Regions from separate parts of the Zea mays genome. Here region 2 is linked to region 1. The links are chromatin contacts, called in public Hi-C maps. All regions are on one chromosome and are shown on one strand. The core of a region is the stretch at or near the end of the contact, and the rest is flanking DNA. Distances in the headings are between cores, read along the strand shown.

Region 1 (3,362 bases), core at 228-2,727:
GCCGTTTACAAGATGACTTATTTTACCTTATTTCCACTGACCCTCTTTTGCACAAATAAATCTAAATGATCTCAGTATTCCAATAGATTTTCTTTTGTTTGCATCTCTCATTCTAACCTCAAAACCGTGTTACCATATGTATTCCAAAACTTCCAAGCCTCTACCTCATCCTGAAACTTCATGCCAATTTCAGGCACCATAACAGGAAGTACGCCATGTCTAAAACATCAAGAGCAGGGTCTCAATTTTCCTTATGAGCGATAAAAAAATAGAAGAACAACAAACATGTGAGTTCTATCTTTGACATGCTGCCTCCAGGATCATCTCCTACCTCTCCATTCTTAACAAGAGGTGTATATTGTCTAAAAATAGATAACAAGCTAGCAGCTTAGCAGTTTGCACAATATTATTGTTCTTCATAAACTATCAAAAATCAGAAGAAGAATAAGTATGGGTGTTGTATTATTTACCTTTTGTCTTCTTGATAATTCTTGTTCGGATCTTCTTCCAATAGGGATGTCTGCACATCTATGGCTGCTCGTACACCACCAAGTCTGAGCGAAGATGCGTGGATCGGATTCCGCCGCCGCAGAGACCATGAGGTAGAGAGGGAGTTCCGTTTCAGTTCTTTGATTCTTTCGGAGGAAAAGGGAAAGGGTCCAGGAAAGCAAAAGGAGAGCGTGCGCAGGCACGCACCTGGGTTCTCGGCGTCGAGGACGGCGGCCATGACGCGGTCGGACGCGGCGTCCTGCGCGGGGCCCCAGTCCGTCCACGCGTCCTCGCCATAATGCAGGTCCGCGAACAGGGCCACTTTGAACACTCCTCCTGGCCAGAACCACAGCGGCGGCCGCCCCTTGGCGTCCGCGTGCTCCGTCGCCGGCCGCAGCGCGGCCACCGTGATCGCCAGTGCGGCGGCGAGCAGGGCGGGCGCGAGGCTGCGCCACCACTTGCACAACGCGGATTTGCTCGACGGCTTGGGCGGTGTGGTCCTGGGAGCGTCGGAGTCGAAGGGAGGTGGGCGACATTCACGGCGGGACTCGCCTGGTTGACGGGAGATGGAGACGGGATCTACGCGGATTTGCTCGACGGGTTGCGCCAGCCGTCGGGGCGCGTCCAAGGAGGATTTGGCGCAGGGGCGGGCGTTGCGGGCGCGGATGGAAAGGATTGCGCGCTGGCGATGGCAGGCGGCGGATTGCGCGTGGAGACCTTCCATCGGCGAGTAGTGGCGTGGCGGCAGATTTGGCGCAAGGGCGGCGGATTTGGCGCGGGCGCGGATGGAAAGGTCTGCGCGCTGGCGGATTGCGCGTGGAGAATAGAGCGGCAGGCGGCGGACCTTCCATCGGCGAGCAGGGCGTGGCGGTGGATTTGGCGCAGGGGCGGCGGTTTTGGCGCGGGCGCGGATGGAAAGGTCTGCGCGCTGGCGGATTGCGCGGGCGGCGGATTGCACGCGGCAGGCAGAACAGAGCGTGTGTGGACGTCTACAGTAACAACATATAGAGTAGGAGAGCTACTTTTCTTCGTTTTAGACATGGATCCTGATGGACACTATTGTAACATCGACATAGTTAATTAATCTCAGTAATTAATACCCTGTCTGTCTTGATTAGCCTGAGAGACCACAAACTTGCCACTTTTTTTTTGAAAGAATGTTAGGTGCTTTAATTGTGCCTTTCGTTCTCACACAGCAGCAGATCAGCAGAGAGCAAAAGGCAGCGTTCACCTATCGACCATCGTTTGGTGAGCTAACCATACCCATACTTGCCACTACACACTAGAGCTGAGATAGATGACACTAGCTAGGAGACAACTAGAGCATCTCTATCCAATCCTCAAGGAAAAAAGTGGCAAATATACAATTTCCTCAAAAGAGCCCAACAGGGCCCGAACAAATTTTCCAGGCCGGCCCATTAAAGTTGCAATGCCACGCAGCACAACTAGCCCAAATGGACCATGGATGTTTTGCAAAATAACCCTCCTTACTACCTGTATTCCGCATGGAGTCTATCGTGTCCTCCTCCCCGCCGCTAGCAGTAGCCGCTGATGTAGCCTCCATAGTCACACGCCGCCCTCACGCGGCACCCTCTTCAGAACTCGCCGCCTCCATGCTCCCTTCCGACCGCGCGCACGTCTCTTCCGTCCGTTTCGACGCCGTCCTAAAAGATCATATCAATAAGCTGATAAAGCTTTGATGTGCCTGAGCATCAGATCTGTTTATCTATTAGTTGAGTTCTTCAGATCATGGATGCTGTTGTACACTGTTATTTCAGAGCCTCATTGCTCAGAATATGGAGATTATCTGATCCTCATTGTATTAATATAAAGACCCATGTCATTTCCTATGTACGTTATGAAGGCCCATGTTAGTTCAACTTCATGCTACTTGGAAGGAACTACTCCCTGCATCCTGTAATGTAGTGTATTCTAGAGATTTTTGAGACTAATTAAGAGGAAATACAGACACATAAACTTAATTTCCTAATAAGATGTTACCATCAGTGTGATTAATGGAGTTTGGTTGATAAATTGCAAGTACCGATATAATACATACCAAATTTGTGCTATAATTCAATGCAAAACTGCCTCTTACCCCCCTAAAACTCCTTACATTTGGGTACACTTTTCGAATGCTTGAATGCACTAGATTACAGGACCGAGGGAGTAAATCATTATTATACTCTGTAGAGTATGTCATTTTACCTAGTAGTTTCTTTCATTATGAATGTCTGAGTAATGGCTATGTGGCTGTTGATGAAAGGTGCTTCATTGCTTGAATTCAATATTGGAAGGCTATCTTTATTCATAGTAGGTGCTTGTGGAACTGTTAGTATTTTTACCATTTTCTATGAATTTTGCTTGCAGATTTCATGTGAAGTAGCCTCATCCACATATATTGTCTTATTTGAATGAAGTTCCACTCAAAAAACAATACTGTTTCGTCAGTCAGGGTACATATTGGAACACTATTTCGTGTATATTCCAAGTTACTCTGTAAATTACAAAGCCGCGGCCAAAATCATTTATAAGTTTGTTGTAAGTTCTATAGGCATATAAACAATACTGAAATGTATTCGGTACTGGTTAATTGAATCTTCTCAAATGCTTTCTATGACCTGATAAATGCAGGCTGTTGTGCTTTTCTGACCGAGCTTGTGGCAAGATTCTGAACGACCTACTGTCTGTTGCTGCTGGTGCTTCCATATGTTCCTCTGACGTTCAGATATTGAGTAAAGGAGGATGACAGACACCCTCATTGTTAAGTTATTCCCTTAATTTTATGTGTACAACGGTACAAAAAAATCTAGATTAGGGGTCCGACGTCCCCCTAACATTATTATATTTAAGAAGATGGGCCCACCGAAACC
Region 2 (3,362 bases), core at 304-2,803, 260 kb after region 1:
GGGTCCAATCAAAATTAAGCCAATGCATGAATAAATGATTATAAAGAACATTATTGGGTAAATAAAAGTGGTCAAGGGCATAACTTGCCTTCAATGAGCTCCTGCTTAGCAACTTCTACCTGCTGAACACCCAGATCCTCGGCCACTGGCCCTTCTACTCGCCACAATACAAACAAATATGGTACAAGGATAAACTAACATCACACCAAACATGAATACATAATACATAATAATAATCTACATGTCGTAACGAGATCGTAGGAAAAAGAATCACTAAATTCAGAGTTACGGATTTTAAGTTATGATTTTCCGAAGTTCGTATGTGCTTGGTACAAAATTAATTGAGTAATCAATTCTAGTATAGTTTTCATGTTAAAACAATGTTACCAAGTGATAGACAATATTAATACAAAACTATAGGAACTGGAATGGACTAAAAAGAAGCTAAAATGAATTTTATAGGAATTAATCAAGTTTCTGCAATTGATTTTGTACTAGAAATCATTTTCTAAATAATTTCTCTGGTTTCATTAAATGTATGGACTGCGCTCACTAATAACAGATAGCTCGAGGTTAAACTTGCAAAATGCCCTAGACTCAGACTATAGTTGAGAGGATCGCGGGTTGATTTCTATCTTCTGCGGGGTCTCTTTGACAAAATCTCCTGGCCCAAGGGGTATGCTTTGCCCAGAGCCGTCCGATCCCAATCGGACGCACCAGATTAGACCAAGACCCCGCGAATTGGTACGTGATGCAGACCGCCCGATCCGCAATCAACGCACACGATTTAACACAACTGATGTAGGTATCGATCGTCCAATCCTGATCGGACGCTCCCCGACCCCATACCTCAATCGATATTCTCGTTTTGATCTAGACCGCCCATCCTGTGGCCGACGGCCACAACACCCTGGCCAAACCTGAGGCCGCCAGAAGCAGCGCCGCCCCGCGCCCGCGGCGGACCATCACTGGCGCACCGCAGATCCGCACGAATGGCGCCCCAATTCGAACCCGAGAGGTGCTACGCACGTAGAAAAGTAAGACAAGGCATACGGAGGGGTTATCACCACAAGTCGGAACAGTGGTGGCCCTGCCCACACGATTGCGCGCTCGGCGGTGATTCTCCGGTGACGACGAGCAATTCTTGTCCCCAAGAAGCTCCCTTGCGCTCACCATGGCCTCGGCGAGCAACCTTGCAACCCCGAGTAGCTCAACAATGTATCGCCACTGCCCAGCGCACCACAATCACATGCGTCTGCGACGGTGGGGGTCTTCTCCTTTGGTTTGACCCAGTCTACATGGCGGCGGCGTAGATGGGGAAGTTGGAGCGTGAGAAAAGGAGCGAGCAGCGACTCCAGGGAAGGCGGGCGTGGATATATGCACCGCGGACCCGGAATCCTCGGCTCGATCGTGGACGTGCGCGGCCAATTCAGGCTCCGTTGCAGCGCGGGTTCCCTGGAAGGGACGGTTCTGTTTGACCGGGCCCACATGTCATACGGACCAACGAGATCAGCCATGGAGAAAGGGCAGTGGTCCACCCGCCAGCGAGAAAGCCAGGGACGCGAGTACGTGCGGGGTAAGTCGCTGGTAGGGGGTCCCACCGGTCAGCGCGTGTTGTCGTCCTCTGGGCCACGCGGGAGAGGTGAGGATCTGGGCCGAAAATGGTGTAGTGAGCCTAGCTTGATTTCAAATTTGAATTAAATTTTGATTGTGGGTTTCACACTTTGGCCAATTGCGCAAATTCAAATTCTAACGTAAATAATATTTATTTATATATTTTATTTTTATTTATATAAGATTTTCTTTCTCCCTTTCTCTTTGTTATTTCCCTTTTACAATTCTCCAATTTAGGACTTAAATCCAATTTTTTGATATTAATTTATTTCCATTAATGTGACTACTAGTATAATTAAATGCACATACAAGTAAAAGCCAACATGATGCACAAATTAGAGATGTGTCATTTGTTAATTATTTACTTTTAAATGTGGTGTTCACATGTGTTAATAAGTAAAAGCCATACACATAAAGAAAATCAATCTCTATTTTTTACTATTTACAATTTGGGCATTACAAAAATTCGTAGTTGTTAGCCTTCGATATTAATGAAAAATCACGCTAGCACTCGATATTAACGAAAACTCATGCTTTGGCTGTTTTCTGCCAAAAATATTGGACATATGCCTAACGATCATGAGTGATAGTCTCTTATTACTTACCCTAGACATGTTTCCTTGACATAAAACATATTATTTGATTTTTGGTGGAGACCATTTATCAGTAAAATCCATAATTGTTAGCCTTCTATATTAACGAAAACTCACGCTTAGGCCGTTTTCGGCCAAAAATGCTGGTCATATGCCAATTGATCGTGAGTGGGACTCTCCTATTACATATCACACATTTGTTTCCTTGACATAAACCACATTTCTTGGTTTTTGGTGGAGACCATTTATCGGTCAAAAATCCATAGGTGTTAGCCTTCGATATTAACGAAAACTCACGTTGTGAGAGTATCCTATTACTTACCTCACACATGTTTCCTCCATATAAACCATATTTTTTGGTTTTTTGTGGAGACCATTTATCAGTCAAAAATCCATGTGTTATACTTCGATATTAATGAAAACTCACGCTTTGGCCTTTTCGGCCAAAAATACTGGCCATATGCCCATTGATCATGAGTGAGAGTATCATATTACATACCCCATACAAGTTTCCTAGACATAAATCATATTATTTGGTTTCTCATGGAGACCATTTAGGTAAAAAATCCATAGGTGTTAGCCTTCGAAATTAACGAAAACTCATGCTTTGGCTATTATCGGCCAAACATACTAGTCATACACCCATTGATCTTTAGTGAGAGCCTACTGTTACTGACCCCACACATGTTTCCTTGACATAAACTACTGATAGTCGCCTAGAGGGGGGGGGTGAATAGGGCGAAACTGAAATTTACAAAAATAATCACAACTACAAGCCGGGGTTAGCGTTAGTAATAATAAATGAGTCCGCAAGAGAGGGTGGAAAACAAATCGCAACCAAATGGAGAGTGTGACACGCGGATTTGTTTTACCGAGGTTCGGTTCTTGCAAACCTACTCCCCGTTGAGGAGGCCACAAAGGCCGGGTCTCTTTCAACCCTTCCCTCTCTCAAACGATCCACGGATCGAGTGAGCTTTCTTTTCTCAATCACTTGGAACACAAAGTTCCTACAAGGATCACCACAAGATTGGTGTCTCTTGCCTCAATTACAAGTGAGTTTGGTCGCAATGAAAGAATCAAGAAAGCACGATTAAAAAGCCAAGCAACAAGAGCGACAAATAACACACGGATCACTTTCTCTCTCAAGCTACTAAT

Evidence for each region. A called contact is a pair of places that touch in the nucleus more often than the background predicts.
Region 2: a contact with region 1 is called in a Hi-C map of leaf, with 4 times the contacts expected there. The contact joins the enhancer-like site here to the promoter of LOC103631853 in region 1.

The regions. Positions count from the first base shown.
Region 1 is chr7:555,469-558,830 of Zm-B73-REFERENCE-NAM-5.0, forward strand. It overlaps LOC103631853, which reads right to left and starts at 1,478. Exons shown (of 7, transcript XR_004851308.1): 1 at 697-1,478; 2 at 1-554. It overlaps LOC103631852 (transcription factor EMB1444), which reads left to right and starts at 1,993. Exons shown (of 12, transcript XM_035960782.1): 1 at 1,993-2,945; 2 at 3,124-3,362.
Region 2 is chr7:819,103-822,464 of Zm-B73-REFERENCE-NAM-5.0, forward strand. No RefSeq gene overlaps it. Among protein-coding and RNA genes, the nearest start is that of LOC103631866, 18 kb to the right of the region's middle. Within about 2 kb of position 1,554, at least 20 of the 20 cell types and tissues checked have an H3K27ac peak or open chromatin away from gene starts, as enhancers often do. A contact at or near this core is called in leaf, where this site is marked.